Regions from separate parts of the Mus musculus genome. Here all the other regions are linked to region 3. The links are chromatin contacts, called in public Hi-C, HiChIP or PLAC-seq and promoter capture Hi-C maps. All regions are on one chromosome and are shown on one strand. The core of a region is the stretch at or near the end of the contact, and the rest is flanking DNA. Distances in the headings are between cores, read along the strand shown. Region 1 holds the start of Efcc1 (EF hand and coiled-coil domain containing 1). Region 2 holds the start of Rab43 (RAB43, member RAS oncogene family). Region 3 holds the start of Eefsec (eukaryotic elongation factor, selenocysteine-tRNA-specific). Region 4 overlaps Copg1 (coatomer protein complex, subunit gamma 1). Region 5 holds the start of Cnbp (cellular nucleic acid binding protein). Region 6 holds the start of Prokr1 (prokineticin receptor 1). Region 7 holds the start of Gp9 (glycoprotein 9 (platelet)).

Region 1 (2,700 bases), core at 59-2,558, 720 kb after region 3:
CACACACACACACACTACTCTACGCACTCCCAGGGTTCCTTCTGCCCCATCTTACACTCTCCTGGCAGACATATGAACCACGAAGGCCACTTTGACACCTAGTTGTACTCTGCAGCAACTAGGAGACAGGAGACACCAATGTAACGCAGGTCCTCTTCCTATACGCCTATAAGGGCCCCTTTTCTCCCTTAGCTGGTCACCTGAGCTACACTGAACACCGAGGGCTCAAGTGTTCGTTGACTGATCCCAGAGACCAGCTCACTCAATGGCTCCACCTCAATAGCTCAGAGTGAGCCTGGCCCTCATTGCTGGCCATCATTGTCTTTCTCACCTGGGCTAGAGGCCTGGCTGTGAGGGATTCAACAAGTTTCGCTGACTTGGGGAAGGGCAGTCAGTCCTTTGTTTTCCTTAAACCTCCCGAAGAAGGATGTGTGCTGACCCATCACTACTTGGCTACTTAAACAGGTTCCTTCTAGGATTAGAAGGGACTTGGGTAGGAAGTTGGGATCTTAAGGAATGATACATTGGGGTGGAAGTTGGAATGAAGGGGGTGGAATGGGGAACGGAGAGAACCAGCTGAGGAGGGGCTGGGCCGCGGTGGGGCGTCTCTGTCTCCACCCGAGGCATCCCTCGCACCTGAAGGGCCAGGCAACGCGCGTCACTGCTCTGCAGCGCAGCCCGTAGGTCCTCCACCAGCTCGCGTAGGCTACTGTTTTCCTCCTCTAGATGTGCCACCCGCTCGCCATAGGCGCCACCGTGCAGGCTCGGTGAGCCAGGCCGGCGGCGGCGGCGCGGGCGGCGGAGGCGGATCTGTGTCTCGATGTGCTCGCTAAGAGCTCCGCGGGGCAGCCGGGGCCCCGCTCGGCTACTGAAATAGCCGCAGAGGCGCGCGTGGAACTGGCGGAAGGTGAGCTCTGGAGGGTCGGCTCGCAGAGCCAGGCGCGCCTCTTCCCTGACGTCCGCGTCCCCGCCAGCGATCATCCCAGCAGCCGGGTTCGTGGAGGCCGCCTCCGCGGAGTTTGCGTCCTCCGTGGCCGTCTCCCCGTCAGCGTTCAGCCCCAGTACCGCGCAGAGCGCACGGAAGTCGGCGCGCGGTAGGCGGCCCGCTCCCCGGCAGTCCAAGTGGTGGAAAACCTCCTGCAGATACTGATCCAGACCGGTAGCCAGCACCACGATCTCATTCTCCACGCCGCGGTCCAGCCCGTAGTGGTGAGCCAAGGCACTCAGCAGCCACTGAGTGCGCCGCGCAGGTCGCCGGTATGGGTCACCCGCCGAGCTCTCCATGCCCAAACCCTGGCGGTTTCTCTCGGCAGATCGGCGCCTTCAGACAGCCGCCCGCGTCCGCGGAGGGAGGGGCTGGGCGGCCACGGTCAGGCCAGAGAGGCACGGGACCGTATCCAGGCAGCTGCGTGGACTGTGCAGGACGTCTGTGTTTGTCCCGATGGGAGGCGCTGGAGCTACGCGCTCTAGTAATGGCCTTGACCTGCACTCCCCATCGCTCCCCATCCCTATCCCCATCCCCATCACTGTAACCAGTTCCTGACTCAGTTCTTTTGCCCTCTCCAGGCCTTTCCGCTATTGTCACCAGAGGCTGGAGCGCCTGCGCCTGCTGTTGTGTTCTGCAATTCCCAGCCCTCGGCCGGCCGTTCTCTGCCTCTTCTCCAGACTGCTTCCTAAGCTCTCCCTCCCTCCTCGTAACTAGAACCGAGGAGGAAACAAACTTGGACGTGGATGAAGTTAGAGTTTTGGTGAGAGGAAAGTGGTTGTCTACCGCGGCCACCTTTGGGCTCCAGGTGGTTGCTTGGCCTGAGCTCCTTCCGCTGGCTGGGATGAGGTAAACAGTTGTTTGGCCACTATTTTCTTTGGTGCCCTAGAACTTGATTCTGGAAGATGCTGGGCAGACCTGCTTGCTCTTGAGAGCTAACTGGCTTTTCTTCTCTCTTTCACAGAAATGTAGTATTGACTCCGTCTGGCGCTTGCCATGGGAACCTTACCCAGCCATATTGGAGCGAAGAGCAAACTCAGCGGCCCTTGACTATTAGATAAGCAGATCTTGTTTTGTGTACAAATCCCAGTTGAAAAGCATTATCATTTTGTTTCCTCCATTATAGCACCCCCGACCAGCACTTTGTCCTTTGTTCCACACACTTCGGGAAGGAATCAGACATCCCAAGCATTTTGGATATACATGTGTACATATATATGTTAATTATAAAACCAATGGCAATTTAACGGAATAATGTACAATACCATACCTTGGCTTCTACCTTGGAAAACCACATGCACAGCATGTTCATTGACCACATTATTGATTATAATGGCTAGAAGCTGATATTCAGCAGGGGCCCAGGCAGGACAAATCGTGGAACAGGGATAAACGAGGAAACACGCTACAGCAGTTATTGTGACTGTTATGACTAATGAATGGTATGTGATAATAACAACACTGCACAGAACATTACTGGATGCTTTCTACAAGGATGCACATAAGGAATGGCAGCCACAGAACATCTGGTTGCTGTTTCTGGTGATGGTGAACCCTTTGCTATCGGTGCACTGGCTCTTTTGCTGAAATGGGAGATTGCACTGTAAGATGTACAGATCAACAGTTTTTAGTATGTTACAGTTATCTGACCACAACTACAGTCTAGTACTTCAATATTTCTACTCCCTCCATCCCCACCCTGCCCTCACCATGTG
Region 2 (2,787 bases), core at 68-2,567, 630 kb after region 3:
TGGATTTTGTCTTGGATTTTGCCTTTCGTTCATGGATGGATCTCAAGGCCCTAGAACAATGTTTGGCTTGCAACAGCCATTATTAAAAAACTATCGAATCAAATAGCCATGCAGGGCCTAAGGGGGCTGTCCAAAGAAGCTAGAGTATTCTCAGCTTTCTCTCATTTTTAGGGATGGGGCCTATTTGATCTAGTTCAAACTGTTTACAGACATCTGGGTCCCATTTCTGTGACTTCAGGTTTCTCAGGCCAAACTTCTGAGCTGGCTGACTCACAGGTTTCCCTTGTGCAGGAGGTGTTTGGCTGGGACCAGGACTCCTGTTCCCAGCCACCCCAGGTTTGACTGGACTCCTGTCTGCTCTATCAATTCTTCCAAATGGAACTCTAGGCCATTCTGCCCTCAAGGATTTTCATTTCCTCTGTCTTCCTTTTTCACCTAAGGGAAGCTGCCTTTACTGTGTGTCACCAGAACTTTCCATTCTCCGAAGAGGGAACATTGAGTTGTGTTCTGCCTCATCAGCCCTTCATTGTCAGCCATAGCTGTCCCCTGCCCCGAAACGACTCTTGCCTGTTCCCCACTGGGTGCAGGCCAGGCGAGGGACGGAGGCATGTCAGTGAGGGGTGGACGTGGGGCCCGGCTGAGAAGGGCATGAGGTTAGGGAATGATGAACTGGCGATTATAACGAGTTGTTGACCTAATAGGGGCCAAAGCCTGCTATGGGGGCGCAGCGGACCGAAGCGGAGTTGAAGAGGCGCGGAGAGCTGAGTTGAGAGGCGTTAGGGAGGAGTTAGCTCCAGGGCTACGAAAAGGTGCGGGTGGATTTCCGTCTTGGATGCAGTGCCTAAGGCGAGGTCCAAGCCAAGAGGCTCCGGAGGATTAGGGCGGGGTAAGAGATGTTAAGGGCGGGGTCAGGACCAAATAGAGGATCAAGGCGTTGTTGACAGCGAATCCGCACCGGGCTTAAGTCCGGGTTAGTGAAGTGCTGAGAAGTGAGAAAGAACGGTGCTGAGGGCGGGATTGGGGTGGTGTTGAGAGAAGGGTCGGAGGCTTTGGCCGTGGTGGGGTGCGGGCGGTGCTCGGAGAAGGATCGGGGAGGTGAGAAGCTTAGAGGGAGTGCTGGGGGGTCGGGACTGTACTGACAGGCTAGGAGGTGTTGGTTATGGGAGGGGGAGACTGGGCGGTCCTGGGGGCGGGACCCAGAGGCGGAGTGGCGGGAGATGGGCGGTGCTGGGGATCAGGGAGGCTCGCCCCGCCCTGAAGGCGGCGCACGAGCGGGCCTGAGGTAGCCGTGGGCCGGCACGGCACCGACGGCTGGCAGAGAGCTGCGGAGGGCCGGGCGGTGCGCTCCCGGGCGGAGCCGAGTCCTCGGGGCTCCGGAGCGGAGCGGGGCGGGGCGGAGCGGGACGGTCGATCGGTCCGCCGTGCAGCTCGTTCAGGTGCCGCCGCCGCTCCACGTAGCCCGGCGGCGGGCCGGCTAGGGCACACGGACCTCGGCCCGCGGCTGTCCTTAGCCCAAGCCGGGCCCTTGCGTCCCAGGACTCCCGCGGAGCCATGGCGGGCCCTGGCCCGGGAGATCAGGACGAACACTACGATTTCCTGTTCAAGCTGGTGTTAGTGGGCGACGCGAGCGTGGGCAAGACGTGCGTGGTGCAGCGCTTCAAGACCGGCGCCTTCTCGGCGCGTCAGGGCAGCACCATCGGTGTCGACTTCACCATGAAGACGCTGGAGATCCAGGGCAAGCGGGTCAAGGTGGGAGGCGGCGCGGCCCGCTGCTTTGCTCCCGGCGGGCGGTTCGCGGCCAGTCCTTCGGCTTCCCCTTCTTTCAGAACGGGCTTGGGCCTTGATGTCCGTGCTGGGTTCAGGTCCGAAAGCACCACCTTGGGCTCTGGGAGTGGTGACAGTGGGCGGCCAGAGCGTGGAGGAGGAAGCCTGCACCCCACTCCCGCCCCCCCGTCTCTCAGCCTGGGGACTCCTTCGAAACAACTTGCGGTGGAAGGCAACCTGCGGGCCGTTCCGTGAGCGCCACGCATGCCGGGACAGACCCTTCCCTGCGCGGCCCTCTGGGGAGCACTCAGCCAAATAACGACATCCCCGTGACCGGGAGGGACCAGGAAGTAGTGGCTGCTAGGACCGGAGGTCCAAAAGTTTTTGTCAGAATTTCCTCCCTGGCCACGCCTCCCCGCGGTCTCTTTTATGGACCCGGTGGTGGAACTCCACTCCACCAGGGCCAGCGCGGAGTTGGGGTGGGGGTGGGGGGCCTCCCCGACTAAGGGTTGATAGAAACCGAAAACTTCATCACAGATACCGGAAGGTGGGGGAGAGAAGCAAACTTTGGCAATGACCCCAGCAGAAACAGCAGGATGTGGTTGTCACAATGTCCTGGCAATGATTTGATAAATAATATTTGTGATGAATGAAATCAAGTTTCTTAACCTAGGTGTCTGTCCTCCCTAAAAAAAAAAAAAAGGTAGCATCCTGGACAGGACACAGCGCTGTTCTTGTGCACAGAGGCTCTTAGTAACTTTCCTGATTTCCACCCTGCAGAAATCCTTTGCCGTTTTTCACGGTTTCTGGTTCACAAGGATCTTCAAGACAGCTTTAAAGAGAACTGGGTGGGGGCAGTCTTGTGTTTTCAGACGTGAAGCCCGAGGATGGGAGTCTTTTGACCCTGTTGCTGGTGTGGCTCGCTGCTCATTTGGGTGGCTGTAGGCCTGTTCTCTGTTGCCCTTGGCTGGAATACTTTGTTCTTTGTTTCTATAAAGTTGGGATAATTTCTGGGTGTTGCCT
Region 3 (2,819 bases), core at 133-2,632:
GACTTTAGTTTGACTTCATGGTTTTAGAGATTTCAGTGCATGGTCTCTTGGGCTTGATCCCCCTAGCCTGTGGCAGCACAGCAGTATATTGTCCTGGTGACAGCAGAACGGAGCAGCCTGACTGAACTACTCATTTCATGGTGGACAGGAAGCGACTACTGCCTTCTGCTAAGCTTCATCTCATAAGACAGACCACCAGCTGGGGCCCAAGCATTTAGCACACAAGCCCGTGTAAACCAATTCACTTGCAAACCGCAACCCCTCCTGCCCTAGAAAAAGGAAGGCTGGGAATGTTGGGCCAGCAAGCCCCACCCCCTTTACATGAGAGCAGTGCCATTCAGCTCTCCAGTGCCATTCCTCCCCTGTGAGGCCCCAAGTCCCTTCTTTTCCTAGGCTTTTATCCTTTGCCAGAGCAACCACTTAGGCTTGTGACCTCTTTCATGGTTCTAGGCACCTTTCAATGCCTGAAGGGGGTTACAGAGGCTGGTTGGTATAGCACTCACGACACATTCAAGTTCATACACAACAGTTAAGTTGCAGCTCCTCATGGCAGCCTAGACTTCAAAGTGAGGTTTTTGTCCCGTCCCCACCCCCACCTCCCCTCCCCTGAATCAACGAGGACCTCTTCCTCTTTTCACAGTGCTTCCAGGTTTCTGATGGTCAATTCTCAGTCTGCACTGGACGTCTAGTGACAGTCCTTGAGGGTATCTTCCTCACTAGGCTCCCCGCCTTCCCATCTCTGTCCTTTCCAGATAGTCTGGCTTGGCAACTGGTCTTGGGTTTTACTTACTCCTGTTTTCACAGCAAATAATGTCGATCACCACATCCCAGTAAAGTGTATACAGTCTGCACTTAATAAAGGCTGACAGCCGGGCGGTGGTGGCGCACTTGGGAGGCAGAGACAGGCGGATTTCTGAGTTCAAGGCCAGCCTGGTCTACAAAGTGAGTTCCAGGACAGCCAAGACTATACAGAGAAACCCTGTCTTGAAAAAAACAAAAAACAAACAAACAAACAAACAAAAAAATAAAGGCTGACAGAAATGAATGGACGGATGGATGAGTGTGTATGGAGGGATAGAGGAAGGGATGTGTGGATGGACTGGGTGAGTGGAATGATGAAAGGAGGGAGGGAAGGAAGAATGGATGGATAGATGGTGAGATGGATGGATGGATGCATGGATGGATGAATGGATGGAAGGAGGAATCCCTAATCTCAGACTGGCGAGACTTTGTGGCGTGGGGAGCCGGATGACAGCAAACCCAGGTAGCAGGCCGGCTCTTGTCCCGCCCTGTGTGCGCTCTGCCATAGGGCTGTGGGCGCCCGAGGGCGGAAGCTTCCGTGCCGGAACCGGTGCGCTCAGCGCGGGTTGCGGGGGGGTGCGGCTTAGCAGGCGGACCGCGGGGCTGGCGCTCAGGCGACGGCGTGAGAGGCAGCGGCGGGATGGCCGGCCGGCGGGTAAATGTGAATGTGGGCGTGCTGGGTCACATCGACAGTGGCAAAACAGCGCTGGCGCGCGCGCTGAGCACCACGGCCTCCACTGCTGCCTTCGACAAGCAGCCGCAGAGCCGCGAGCGCGGCATAACGCTCGACCTGGGCTTCTCCTGTTTTGTCGTGCCGCTGCCGGGGGCAGAACCCGGTTCTAGCGACACGCTGCTGCAGGTCACACTGGTCGACTGCCCCGGGCACGCCTCCCTCATCCGGACCATCATTGGCGGTGAGCGCGGGCCGGGGCGGGAGCCGGGCTCGGGGTCCGAGCTCGCGGGATGGATGGCGGCCTGACAGCCTAGGCCTGGCCACCAGCCCGGAAGGCTTGTGGTCTCGAACTCACAGCCCGCAGACGCGGACACAGTTCTCACCTTCACTGCCGTGCACCGAGATGCTTTCCTAGAAAAATGATCCAAAGAAACAAACCCTGCAAAAAGGGTGTATACAAGTTTCAAAAAAAAAAAAAAAAAAAGTCACCACGTACCTGTCCTTTGGTCTCCTGGTTCTCTGTCCCAAACACTGCTCTCAGTTTCCTGTGTGTATGGATGGTTTCAGGAAACATACACAGAAACGCAGACAAGGTGCAGAAATGAAAGATCCTGTTTTTTTCCTTCTGTTGTACTACTTGTGGTCGGTTGGGGTAGTGGGTAGAGCCTAGTGCCTTGATAAGAGGCAAGTGCTCTAGGCTCTCTCAGGATCTCATCCCCCAGTCCCCTTTATACACAAACCATCACTGTCTGGAGACTATATCTACACATAAAGTTCCTTTGTACTTTTATACCAACATTTTCTTGACTGACCCTCGTGACTTTCCCAGAGTTGGCTGCTATTCATAATGCAGTGAATAACTCTAGCCCAGAAGGTTTTGGGATGTGCACTAGTGTAACAGGATAAGTTATGTGTGAACTAGCTAAGGCAAAGGGCCTGCGTGTTTTCAGTCATGATGGGCACTGCTAAAATCTGCTTCTAGGATCTGTACCACTTAATTAGTCTTTAATTACAGGCCACTTAGGAATAGGCCATTATAAATAAAAGGTCTTGTAACCTCCCTTCCTTGCTCAGCGTGACCCCTCCCATTCGTCTACAGGAAACTGTTGCTATGTCTTTTTAAATTCCTTTTGCAAACCCATTTAACTACACTTAAATCTAAGAACAGAACCCCATAACCTGTTTGTAAGCACCCAGCACAAAAGGAGGTGTGGCTGAGTCTACCTGCTGTAGCTCCAGTGACCCATTTCCTGCTTCTCCGCTTGCCCTGGGTTTCTTTCCAGCAGTGTGCTGTAAGCCTGGAAGCATGTATATGGGGCAGGTGGGTCATTCCAGCTGTGTGGCC
Region 4 (2,784 bases), core at 242-2,741, 550 kb after region 3:
GCACTCAAGATACTGAGGCAGGACAATCCTAAATTCACAGCCAGCCAGGACAACATAGGAAGAACAAATCTCAAGGGGAAAAGGAAAACAAGGTGCTGTGTGCTCAGCATGCGACCACAGTGAGTGAGGTACTAGGCTATAAACCCCCGAAACGCTGCTTCAGTCTCACTGCTGCAGGCAGCCACGTCCTGGCTGCACGACAGATGTCAGCAGAGGCAAGGCAAGTTCTCAGGTCTGAGTGTTCCAGCCCCTCAGTGAGGGCCATTCATAACCTTCACTGCTACAGAAAGCATGTAACTTTCCGGGAGGGAGCCAGAAAGCTGAGGAGACAAAGCTTGGGCTTTTTCAGTGAGAGAAACCTGTGCTTTAAGGGCCAGAGGCACCTGAGCTCAGATACCACAAAGTGTTCTGCTTGTTCTTCAGACTTACCTGAGAGGCAGGTCATTCCACTCAAGTCACACTAAGCCTCATGTTCCAGTTCTTTAGATGGGTCTAGTGTATCCCAGGCTAACCTTAAAATCACTATGTAGCCAAGGATGGCCTTGAGCTCTGAACCTTGTTTCTGCTTTCCAATTGTTAGGATGTGCAATACAGGCATGGGAAGTGCAGTATGTATCACCTGCCCAGTTTATACAGTGCTGGGGCCAAATCAGGGCTTCGAGCATGCTAGGCAAGCATCCTACCAGTTCAACTACACCTTCAGTTCCCAGAATCCTTTTTTCTTTTGTTCTTTTTTAAAATGTGTGTTGTGTGTGTGTGTGTATGTCTATGTGAGGATATGTGCACATAAGTACACATAAGTACAGGTACTCAGAGAGGCTAGGATATGGTGTTGAATCCCCTGCAGCTGGAGTTATAGGCAGTTATCAACTGCTAATCATGAGTCCAAAGTTTGATTCTCTGCAAGAACAGTATGCACTCCTAAACTTTCTCCAACCCCCCCCCAAATCACTAACACGCACACACATGCACACACACTTATCATTTTGTGTGTATGTTTTAAAAATGTATGTGAATACAGGGCTATATATCTCATGTCACAAACATGGACAGGAGGTTAACTTTTAGAAGTTGTTTCTCTTCTTCCACCATGGAATCCAGGGATTAAAATCAAGTCATTAGGTTTGTTTAGGAAACCTCCAGACTGCTGGGATTCAAGGTGGGCACCACTATGCCCAGTGGAAGTTCATTTCTTACAGATATGCATTCTGGAGGCAGAGACAAGTGGATCTCTGTCAGTTCAAGGCTAGCCTGGTCTATATAGTAAGTTCTAGGATAGCCAGATCTATGCAGCGACCCTGTCACAAAACTAAAACAAACAAACAACACCCAACAAAATCCTGGCACCCATGTTGTGTTTTTCAGCCCCAGTTTTCCAAGAGCTCCTGACTGACATGCAGCATCCTGCACCACCAGACTTCATAACAGAACCCATGCCCCGCCCTTCTGTATAAGCACTGCCTTGGGGCACCTGCTGGACCTGCTGCCATGCTGGTGAGTCACATATCACTACTGTAATTATGACAGCTGCTGCTCTTGCTTCATCTGTGCACGGAGTCTAAAGCGCCGCAGGCGCGGAAACAAGCCGTTTAACAGTGTTCTGAGCGTAACACCAAGAGACAAGTTTGGCAGTCAGGCCATTCTCTGCACCAACAGAATGTGAAGGACCCCAGCGGCCCCGCCCTTACCTCTTCCCTTAGCATGGTGAACAGGAAGTTCATGAGCACAGCATGCTTTCGAGGATACTTCTGGCACAGGGCACTGATGGCCTGGACAACCACCACCTGGGAGAGAGACCTGAATGAGTGGCAGTCCCTGACAGTCCTGGGGACTTGCTCACTAAATGCCACAGAGTCCCTCCAGGGGAAGACATGCCCTGGGCTCAACATAAGATGAAACCAGGAGGAACACTTCTCCATGCTGGGGCATAAGTCCTGAACCCACCTAAGGCAGGGGAAATATGGCAGTCTTGGCAGACCAAGTGTGTCTCGGTCTCCAAGCCCTGCCTGGCCGGCTTCTTCCCTGCCTTTTCTGTTTTCACCTGACATTCCATTCTCCTCTCTTTTCCTGAAGTCTCTTTGGCATTCCTACTTCTTCCCTCTGCTCTCCCCTCCCTTGTCTTTAACTGATTCAAGTCCTTCTATGGCTCTCACATCACCGCTCTTGCAGGCTCCTAAGCCAGTTCATCTTCTGAGATCCAAGTCTCCTCAAACTCATCCTCCACTGTCAGGAGGGCTAGGTTATTCTCATCTGCAAATCTCACCACATCGCCTTCATATAACCCACAGGCAGAGTAGATTTCTGCCCAGTTTGTACAACCCACACTCTAGAATTTATCCTGCTGAATTAAAAACTGCTCCTACTATTATCTGCTGACAGAAACTCTGCAGATTTCATGACTCCACTTATATAACAATGAAATAATCTAACTATGCAAAATAAGAATATATTAGCGACTGTCAAGAATCGGGGGTGCAGGGCTAGGAATGGAGAGCTTGAGTGCTGTCTAGTGATGCTAAGTCTGACTGTGGCAGCAATTTTGAAAGGTATCACACATGCATCTCGTAACCAACGAAATCGAAGTAAGCTCTCTAGATCGTACAACGGCTGGTTTCCTCATCAACTACAACTGTGCTGGATATGGGCACTGGAGCGGAAAGAAATGCCCAGGGCTCCCCTCTTAGTTATTTATTTGCAACCTCCTGTGAATTATTCTAAAGTAAAAGTTTAAAAAATATGTTGGGTGGTGGTGGTACACGCCTTTAATCCCAGCATTCAGGAGGA
Region 5 (3,034 bases), core at 72-2,571, 600 kb after region 3:
TTAGAGGACATTAGATCCTCTGGACCTGGAGTTATATGTAGTTGTTAGTAGGATATAGGTGTTGGGAACTGAATTCTGGTTCTCTTCAATAGCAGCATGTGTTGTTGCTGGTGTTTTTTTTTTTTTTTTGTTTTTTGTTTTTGTTTTTTTTTGCTTATTTTGAGACTGGGTCTGACTATGGTTGAACATTTTGTTCTTCTGTTGAAATGGAATCTAGAGTCTTGTGCGAGACAAATGCTCTTCTAAACCATATCTACAGCCCAAAGGTCTTACTATGTAGCTATGGCTGACCTGGGACTTGTTATGTAGATTAGATGAACTTGGACTGACAAGAGATCCTACTGCCTCTACTTCTCAAGTGCAAGCGACTAAAGGTATGCACCACCACGCCTGGCTGCTCTCAACTTCTAAGTCATTTCTGCAGGCCCATGTGTAAGTTTAAAGAGTAAGTCGCTAGCGGAAACTAAAATCTAGACAAATTTTAGTACTTTTTAGAACTCAAGAGACTTGAGATTTCCAGATTCTTCATGTTTGTATTAAAAAAATCATTAAAACGGGACAGAGTTCTAGAATGCTTTAGTTTATATAGAAATTGTCTTCAGGGTGTGTGGTAACGCTAGGGAATCAAACCCAGGACTTACAGGAAAAATTTATCTTCTGCTTTGAGGACCTATGACTACACACACAATCTATTTTGGAGACACCATGAAATGCAAACGACGGTCACTCCTGAATGGGGCAGCCCAGGCAATAACTTTCTTGGCCTCCTCTCATCCACAAATCCTAGGGATGTCATTCATTATGGGTCACAAGAAGTGTTGTGACACAAATCACCTGTCACCATCTTCAACCTCATTAGGCATTTTCATTTGGGGCTATTGCAAGCCAGGGGCACTAGCAGCGCGCTGTCGGTTTATACCCAGGAAACACAAAACCCAAACGCATCTCATGGACCGTAACGGTAGCCACAGCCGCTTCTATGATCAGGCCACTAAGACCTTCCCCCAAACCTAAGTGTGTGTGTATTGGAACCTGGTCTGCTTCTGAGCCCCACCAGGCTTAGGGGAGGCCGGGCAGGGGGAGATTGGCTCCCGCAAGCTGCGACCACTGCCCGGATCAGCCCCGTAGGCTGGAGAGAACCAGCAAAGGTTCGAGGGACGAACTGCTAGTAGGAAAGCAGCGAACCACTCATCGTAGACACGGAACCCAGGTACGGGCGGGAAGGCCGCGAGCGCTGCGGGCCGGAAGAGGCTGGGCGTGGAGCAGTCCGCCCCGCCCCTGCCGCCCTCGCGCGAGGCCGCGCTCCCAGCGGGCGATTCTGATTGGCTGGCCTGGCTTCCTGCGCTGATTGGATCCGTGGGCGAGGCGGAGGAGAGCCGTGCGCAGCGGCGTGTGTGGGGCCGTGTGCAGACCCGCGTGTGGCGCAGGCAAGGACCCTGAAAATAAACAGCCGCTGCTTTGCGAGTCGCCTTCTTGGTTCTTCGTCCGAGTCTCCTCCGCTGTGGGCAGCTCAGACGCCGAAGGTGAGAGGCGAGGGTGTAGCCTGCGCAACGGAGGTGGCGGGGTTGGTGCGGCCGAGACGGACGGAGGGCCGGAACTGCGAGGCGCGATGGCGGCCGCACCTCGGCCTGCGCCCTGCTGCGTCAGGCGCGGGGCTCGGCCCGAGCGGCGTCTCGGCTCCAGTTTCTGGCCCGCCGTACTGTGGCGGGCGTCCTGTCCGTCCTGCGGCGCTGGCACTAGGGCTGGAGCGTGGGGCCCTCTCTTGGCCCCGAGGGCCACGCAGGCCTCATCCGTGTGGCGACGAGGCCCGGCGCCCTTGGGGCCGAGGCGAGGAGAGTCGCGCGCGGGCCTAGCGCCGAGGGCCAGTGTGGCGGGAACTCCTGGAACGGGGCGGTGTGGCGGGGGCGAGAGCCTGGTCGAGGTGGAGGTCCCCAGGCCGAGCGCCCGGTGGAGGCCTGGCGGGCCATGTGCCAGCGGCTGCGGGGCCTCAGGACCTGGCCTGTGACGAAGCCCGCGCACGCCGCTGTAAGGCTTGGGAGTCTGGATTCGGTTCTCTGTACTGGCGACCTTTATTCAAACTCCTGATTTCTTGTAGTTCGTATTCTTAAGCAGCTTATTCGACATCGTTAGTCAAAAGAAACCACCTTTCCCTGGATCGATGAGAGTCAAGTCTTAGGTCCCTCACCCCCCCCCCCCCTTTTTTTTTTTAATGGAGCGGGAACCGGGTGGATAGGACCCGTAGGTTGTCAGGCCTTTAAGGCCATCAGGGTGGCAGAAGTCCTTGCCAATATTTCTCGGATTAAATGGATATAAATTACAAGAAAGCCTCGGAAGTAGAGTTGGCAAAGATCAATCTAGATTTTTCATTACCGTGAAAACCTGTTTTAGGACGGTTTAATCGTTCTCACTTGGGTTTAGGTGTTGATTTTATAGGTGAAGCCTTTTGCCTGTTGCCACATGTCAAGCACATGGCCTCGGCCACCAGGCACTTTCAGAGGAAGTGACTACATCTGGGGTGGGGGTGGGGGTCTTGGAAAAGGAGACATTGCACAGCAATCGGCTGGTTAGGTTTTTGCAATATTCTTGAAGACACAAAATAGACAAGAAACCACGACACTCAATCTGACTGCATTAAAGTAAAAGGGAATTAAGTTATATCCCCAATTTACCCCCAGATGTAGTTTTATGTGATAAAAATTACCATTTCCTGTTGCTTGACCCAATTCTGGAGAGACTTATGACAATGGATTAATTTTAAATTTGCAAATTTGTTAGCCATTTGCTCCTAGTATATATTGAATTTAAGATTTTGAAAGTTTTAAAAAAAGATACATAAACTGTGATCCTTATCACTTTATTCTTTAAGTCTGAAAAACTGAAAGTTACTTTGGTTAAAATTCAAGCTTATCAAATTGTAACCCGCATAGTCCTAGGTGCTTTTTTTTTTCTTTTAAAGCTTAAGTTTGCTGCTTGTCTACAAGGAACTCTTTGTATGCTGGACTATAAAAGGAATAATTTATTGGAATCCCAAGGG
Region 6 (2,710 bases), core at 63-2,562, 860 kb after region 3:
TATGGGATGGATCCCCGGGTGGGGTAGTCTCTGGATAGTCCATCCTTTCGTCTTAGCTCCAAACTTTGTCGATGTAACTCCTTTCATGGGTATTTTGTTCCCTAATCTAAGGAGGAATGACGTATCCACTCATTGGTCTTCCCTCTTCTTGATTTTCTTGTGTTTTGATTGCATCCTTTCTTAACCTCACCCTTACTTTGACAAGCCGGTTTTGTCCAGTGTTGGTTACAGCAATGAGGAAAATAATTAATACACGTGGCTTCAGGGCTGCCCACACTGTAACAGAATTTGCAAACATCTCTTTGAGGCCCTGTATTTATTTGATTTTTTTGAGACCCTGTATTTATTTGATTTTTTTGAGACCCTGTATTTATTTGATTTTAAGGAATTACCTGGAGTGGAGATGCTGGGTGGTAGGGAAAGCCTTTTTTTTTTTTTTTTTTTTTTCTTTTGAGGAAGCATTGTACTATTTCCCACAGCTGCCACGCCATTTTACACCTCTGCCACTGCACACGAGAGTTATACCTGTTACAGTTCACACACATTGAAGGCTTAGTAAACTGCGAAGATATGCACACACTCCTTTGTTTTCTTTGTATCAGTTGATTGACATTGTGTTGCTTCTGCCCTTTGATGACAGTGACTAGAGCTGCTGTGGGGATCGGTGTACACATACCTAAATTCCTGCTTTCAATTTTTTTTCCAGTCGTGTATTTTAGATGGGATTGCTGGCTGCATGGTGATTCCTATTTAACACTTGGAAACCTGGTCATGCTGCTGAGCAGACATGGCATAGAGGCTTCCTTCCTGAATCCATTCTCCAGAAATCCCTAAGAGCTTACCACAGAGGCCAGGCAGCAGACAATGCTCTCAGCTGAGGGCTGCAGAGATAAGCCCAGGGGTGAGGTCTGAGCGCTCCCAGCCAGGGAGAACAGCAGGGGAAGGGATTCTCTGTCCTTTGAAGGCGCCAAGCTCCCGTGACCAGTCCGCCCACTCGGGCGGCAATGGGCCAGTGAACTCGAGGTGCCAGGGGCTCAAGAAAGGCAGAGCCTGGTCACACCATGCAGGGTCGCCTTAGAGTTGGTGCTCAGGCGACACACGGAGCCACACATTCTGCATCCTGACACTTCAGCATCCTCAGTTCCACTCGACTTAGGGACCTGTCCCCAGAGTGAGGGATAGAGAGTGAAAGATGGGAACAGAAGGGAGAGGAAAGTGGAGAGACAGCAGGAGGGAGATCACTGAATATGGGCGGGAACATCGGGGCGGGGCGGAGACAGCGTGCTGTGGGCGGGGCTGGCTGGCCTTAGCCTCTGCTCAGTGTGTCCGTCCGCCGAAGTAGTAGGAGGCCAGCTGCCACTCGAGCACGGAAAGACCCTCAGAAGACAGAGGTGCTCCTAGCCCTTGCTGCAGAGCTCCGGAGGAGCGTCTGAGATCCTCGCTCTGGTTCGCAGGTACCGACAGCCCCGGAGACGCTCTGAGAACCACGTGTAGAGGGTGGACGGAGCCTAGACTGCCCGCTCACAGCCTTAGGTGAATGAAGAGGGTCCTTGGGGACTGCAGCCCCAGCAGCAGAGGACATAAGGTAGTGGGCTGCTCCCCAGGGCGAGAACAATTCCAGGAAAGACCAGGGGACAAGTCCTCCAACCGTCTCTCTCTCCTAGGCGATTCTGGACCGTTTCTTTAAATCCTAACTTTGAGCCGAGCTGGCAGCATGCTTGTAGAGGTACCCCTCAGAAGGGATGAGCCTGGGCTCCGGGCAGCGTCTGCTGGCCTCTCAGCTCTGCCTTCTGCCTCTTATCTAATGGGAGCAGAGCTGGGGGGGGGGGGGGGGGCTGAGCTGACCAGGAGAGAAGGGCAAAGCCTACGAAAGAACTGTGAGAGGGCTCAGGTGGGACGAACCTCCTGGGGTGCGGAGGGACTTCAGCCCTGCCCCCTTATCACTGGGCAGCAGGCTTTTGGGGCAAATCTTGGGGACAACTTACTTCCTCCCTTTCCCAGGATCTCAGATTGAGCAATTTTATTTCCTTCTGACATTTAGGGTGTACTCCAGACCCCGATCTTCTCCCATATCCAGTTCCCTGGCCTGATGCCTTGGGAGAGGTGTAAGGAAAAGTCAGGAGGGAGATTCACTACTGACAGACCCTCTCTCCCCATCCCTGCCCTGCGGGATGCTGGTCTTTAGTCCAGGATTCCCTCCCTTCCTTGCAGCTGGCCTGGAGGCCTGAGCACTGACTTGGGTGGTTCTGGGGCATAGCACTCACTGCCTCTCCAACAGCTCTGATCTTTACAGACAGTATCGATCTGCCTGGAGGATGTTAAAACCCTGCGTGTTTAAACTGAAAACCGTGCGTGTTTAAGCTGTTAACCTGAGGACACACCTCTCACCAAGGGGTTTTGCTCTCAGGTTTCCCTTCTAGCCCTCTGGGTTAAGTGACAGCTTGTGACTGTGACCTTCGACTAGGACGAGCCTTGGCACATAGTGTGCCAAGCTTGTAGAGCCACAGCAGGTTTTTGACAGGGACACAGGAAGCTTGCAGAAGCCTTCCAGTAGGAGGGCTCTGTAAACGGAGGCTCCAGGTTCGGTTCTCTGTGTTCAGGGCTCTGTGAATTTGCAGTTGTGCTATGCTGAGCCCCAAGACGAGTCCTTTCTTTCCAGCTGTGGGAAGCAGCTATTGCTACCTCAGAATGGGGCTGTCCACAAGGACAA
Region 7 (2,822 bases), core at 290-2,789, 670 kb after region 3:
TTGATGGCATGGGCTGACTGGGGCTGATGCTTCTGGGGACCTGGGCTCTCCCTGGTTTTATGGGCTAGGCTCAGTTCCTGGACTCTGTAAATGTGTTCAATAGACCAGCCAGCAGAATCAGGCCCAGCACAGCCACAGCCACTAGTGACACATCCCACCACACCCCTGGATAGGCCCAGGATGGTGGCAGCTTCCAGCCACAGCTGCCCAGCTCATAACCTGTCAGCTGGCCCAGCGGGCGCCTGGTGGCCAAGTCAGGGCTGGCACAGTACACATGCATTAGGGCCTCGGGCATGTGGTCCTCCAGCCAGAGGCGCAGGTAGGTGAGGCTGCAGTCACAGTGCCAGGGGTTGTGTGTCACATCCAGGTCCCACAGCTGAGGCAAGTGGTCGAAGGCACCTGGTGGCACTGAACGCAGGCTATTGTTGGCCAGCAGGAGCTGGCGAGTGTGCGCTGGTATCACGGGCAGGGCTGTGAGGCCTTGCCCCTCACAGTTCACCTTTAACCCCATGGTTTCCAAGGACTGGCAGGTACAGGGCCTGGGGCAAGCCTGAGTATCTGTGGTCGCAGGCCAGAGCAGAAACAGGAGGCCCCAGGTAGTCATCCAGGAGGCAGGCTGTGGGCAGAGCAATGAGATTAACGCTTGTCAGCCTGTGCCAGGATACCTATGCTGGACAGGGTCTACACTTTTTCTCCAGGCCTCAGCAGCGTGTTGGGTACAGCCCAGGAAGAGTGGTAGAGAGGAGCAGGGCCTTCTTGGTCTCTGGCAGAGATCCAAGCCTCTGCTCAGATAGGGAAACAGGGGACTGCTAAGGGACTCCAGTCTTCGTCCCTGGCCACAGAGAACAGGAAATGTCTTTCTGGGCTGTACCCAGTCCTTTGCCTGGGCTGGGAGTCAGGCCAGGGAATGCGTTCAGCACCGTGTCCACTCTCCCATGATGCCTGATTCAAAAAAACCTTTAGGGCTCGCAGGGCAGCAGCACTGATGGGGAACTCATAGACCTGTCTTGAAAGCCACTTGTCTAGGCTAAGGCCCAGAACTGGGAATGGGAAGCTTAGAGAGGGAAAATACTTGCCTAGGCTCACCCAGAAGTCCATGGCAAAGTCCAGAGTCAGGAAAGTGTCTCATGGCCATGTGGGTCTGCCTGGCTTGCAGCCCTTTCTCCTGGCTTAGGGCTAAGGGCCGTTTCCTTTGTCTGCTCTCCTACCAGGACCCACCTCAGAGCAGGCTTCTGGGGGTGTTCACTGAATGACTTCTGAATCTTCATTCAGCCAAGTTGCTGGTTAACAACTTAGAGCAAATGATCCCCCACTTTCTGTCTTTTAGCAGAGATCGTCCAGGGAGAGACAGACGTGTCCCCTCTCTTTCTGCCAGCTCAGCTGGAGTGGACACCAGGCAGGAGGTCATGCTGAAAATAAGGAGACTGCTTACCTGTGAGGCCTTGGCTGGGGCACACCTTTTGTGGGCTGGTACCATCCTGTTCAAGGCTGCGGTGGTGGTGGTGTGTGTGAGCTGTGTGAGCTGGCAGTGTGGCTGCTGCCTGACAGGAGGAAGGAAATGGTGAAAATAGCCTGGCTTATCCCCTAAAGACAGCCCCGAGGGCCTGTCAGGGCCAGGAGGCACCCAGAGTCCTAGGGCCTTGGACATAGAACTGTAGACCAACCCCACCTTAAGGGAGGGGTACCTCTGTACCTCAAGCAGCCTGTGGTCTTGTGTGATGGGTCTGTGGGCCAATCAAGGTGTCCCTTGCCTGGTGCTAGTAGTTGGGGAGGACTTCCCGGAGGAGGAGGAGGAGGAGAGTGATGGCTGGCTGTGAGTTTTCCTTTGTAGATTCAGGCGATGGTCCTGATGCTTTTACCTCCCCAGGTGTGGTGTGAATGTCTATTTATAGTCCTCCCTCTCTCTAAAGATGCTGAGGGAGGCTCCTTTCTCTCCATGGTGCCTTTTGCACCTGTTGGGCCCCTCTCTTTCCTGTTTCTCACGGAGTTGCAGGTTTGCAGGGCTGAGCCTCTCGGAGACAGGAGACTAATTTATCTCATGTTACTTTTATAGCCTCTTCCACTTGAGCATGATGTCTGTTTTCACTCCCATTTCAGTTTAATGAATGGTTTTGGTATTACAAGCTATTAATCAAAATCGGACCTAATGGTGAAATAGAATCATTATGCAATTAAAATTCAAATCTGCATTTTTTTAAACAAATCATAAAACCCCCACAGTTGTGAATATTAACCAAATCAATGGATTTTTAGCAGATGACAGAGTTCATGGGCACAGAACGGGGGCCACTGGTGAAGCCTGGGCTGAAGTAACATGTCCAGGAGCTGGGGCTCCTGGGACTGTGGGAGGAAAGATGGACCACTGGGGAGAGTGAGAGACCCCTGATCAACCCTGTGGTCACGGCTGGTGTTGGCCAAGATCAACAGACACAATAAAAGTATCCTGGCTCCTTGATCTGGAGAGATTCAGGCGGGTGTAGAGTTGGAGAGGGAAACTGAGGCAGGGAGCAGCAGTGCCACCATCTAAGGCACAGGGACAGAGGCTGATATTGTGTCAGTAGGACAGAGGCCACCAACATGGTCTGCTGCTGGATCCCTGTGCACTCTTCATGGAGAAGTCATATGGGCCCAGGTCAGGGCAGAGGTGGACAGCACCTCCTCCTTCTCTTACACAGTCCTCTCCCACTTTCGCAGGCCAGCTGCTGCCCTCCCCTGTAGACAGACAGGCCTTTGGACCAGGCTGGTGGCAGGACCTATTGAAGCCCCATGCTCTCTTTGCAGCATCTGTCCACTTCTGCTCTCAGAATAGGGGCTGCATATAT

What was found. Promoter capture Hi-C pulls out the DNA fragments that hold promoters and counts their contacts. Hi-C and Micro-C count contacts between places; a contact is called where the count stands out from the background. HiChIP or PLAC-seq counts read pairs in DNA pulled down with a chosen protein or histone mark.
Region 1: a contact with region 3 is called in a promoter capture Hi-C map of liver, with 2.0 times the contacts expected there. The contact joins the promoter of Efcc1 here to the promoter of Eefsec in region 3. A contact is called at or near these places in 2 of 39 promoter capture datasets (hippocampal neurons and liver).
Region 2: a contact with region 3 is called in a Hi-C map of Th1 cells, with 5 times the contacts expected there. The contact joins the promoter of Rab43 here to the promoter of Eefsec in region 3. A contact is called at or near these places in 7 of 39 promoter capture datasets (the 3T3-L1 cell line, embryonic stem cells, hematopoietic stem and progenitor cells and 3 more), 1 of 484 Hi-C or Micro-C datasets (Th1 cells), 2 of 115 datasets of contacts at active chromatin or transcription factors (microglia and pancreatic cancer cells) and 2 of 9 other capture datasets (adipose tissue and pancreatic islet).
Region 4: a promoter capture Hi-C map of hippocampal neurons shows a contact between it and region 3, with 2.2 times the contacts expected there. The contact joins the enhancer-like site here to the promoter of Eefsec in region 3. A contact is called at or near these places in 3 of 39 promoter capture datasets (the 3T3-L1 cell line, embryonic stem cells and hippocampal neurons), 1 of 484 Hi-C or Micro-C datasets (the HPC-7 cell line) and 2 of 115 datasets of contacts at active chromatin or transcription factors (embryonic stem cells and large pre-B cells).
Region 5: a contact with region 3 is called in an H3K4me3 HiChIP or PLAC-seq map of bone marrow-derived macrophages, with 5 times the contacts expected there. The contact joins the promoter of Cnbp here to the promoter of Eefsec in region 3. A contact is called at or near these places in 9 of 39 promoter capture datasets (the 3T3-L1 cell line, the C10 cell line, HPC-7-derived erythroid cells and 5 more), 1 of 484 Hi-C or Micro-C datasets (rod photoreceptor), 5 of 115 datasets of contacts at active chromatin or transcription factors (bone marrow-derived macrophages, embryonic stem cells, memory CD8 T cells and 2 more) and 1 of 9 other capture datasets (pancreatic islet).
Region 6: a promoter capture Hi-C map of liver shows a contact between it and region 3, with 3 times the contacts expected there. The contact joins the promoter of Prokr1 here to the promoter of Eefsec in region 3.
Region 7: a promoter capture Hi-C map of neutrophils shows a contact between it and region 3, with 2.7 times the contacts expected there. The contact joins the promoter of Gp9 here to the promoter of Eefsec in region 3. A contact is called at or near these places in 8 of 39 promoter capture datasets (HPC-7-derived erythroid cells, hematopoietic stem and progenitor cells, hippocampal neurons and 4 more) and 1 of 9 other capture datasets (adipose tissue).

Annotation. Positions count from the first base shown.
Region 1 is chr6:87,729,477-87,732,176 of GRCm38.p6, reverse strand. It overlaps Efcc1 (EF hand and coiled-coil domain containing 1), which reads right to left and starts at 1,308. Exons shown (of 8, transcript NM_001159697.1): 1 at 637-1,308. The coding sequence starts at 1,284.
Region 2 is chr6:87,810,309-87,813,095 of GRCm38.p6, reverse strand. Rab43 (RAB43, member RAS oncogene family) reads left to right here and starts at 1,317. Exons shown (of 3, transcript NM_001039394.1): 1 at 1,317-1,749. The coding sequence starts at 1,552.
Region 3 is chr6:88,445,102-88,447,920 of GRCm38.p6, reverse strand. Eefsec (eukaryotic elongation factor, selenocysteine-tRNA-specific) reads left to right here and starts at 1,382. Exons shown (of 7, transcript NM_023060.3): 1 at 1,382-1,715. The coding sequence starts at 1,442.
Region 4 is chr6:87,896,953-87,899,736 of GRCm38.p6, reverse strand. It overlaps Copg1 (coatomer protein complex, subunit gamma 1), which reads right to left. Exons shown (of 24, transcript NM_017477.2): 13 at 1,689-1,784. Among named protein-coding and RNA genes, the nearest start is that of Copg1, 10 kb to the right of the region's middle. Within about 2 kb of position 1,491, at least 11 of the 459 cell types and tissues checked have an H3K27ac peak or open chromatin away from gene starts, as enhancers often do. A contact at or near this core is called in hippocampal neurons, where this site is marked.
Region 5 is chr6:87,849,393-87,852,426 of GRCm38.p6, reverse strand. It overlaps Cnbp (cellular nucleic acid binding protein), which reads left to right and starts at 1,321. Exons shown (of 5, transcript NM_001347325.1): 1 at 1,321-1,523. It overlaps Gm44064 (WAS/WASL-interacting protein family member 2), which reads right to left and starts at 2,925. Exons shown (of 2, transcript XM_030255689.1): 1 at 2,920-2,925; 2 at 114-2,067. The coding sequence starts at 2,925. The coding sequence ends at 1,189.
Region 6 is chr6:87,589,345-87,592,054 of GRCm38.p6, reverse strand. It overlaps Prokr1 (prokineticin receptor 1), which reads left to right and starts at 1,312. Exons shown (of 3, transcript NM_021381.4): 1 at 1,312-1,454.
Region 7 is chr6:87,776,787-87,779,608 of GRCm38.p6, reverse strand. It overlaps Gp9 (glycoprotein 9 (platelet)), which reads right to left and starts at 1,539. Exons shown (of 2, transcript NM_018762.2): 1 at 1,433-1,539; 2 at 1-616. The coding sequence starts at 604. The coding sequence ends at 71.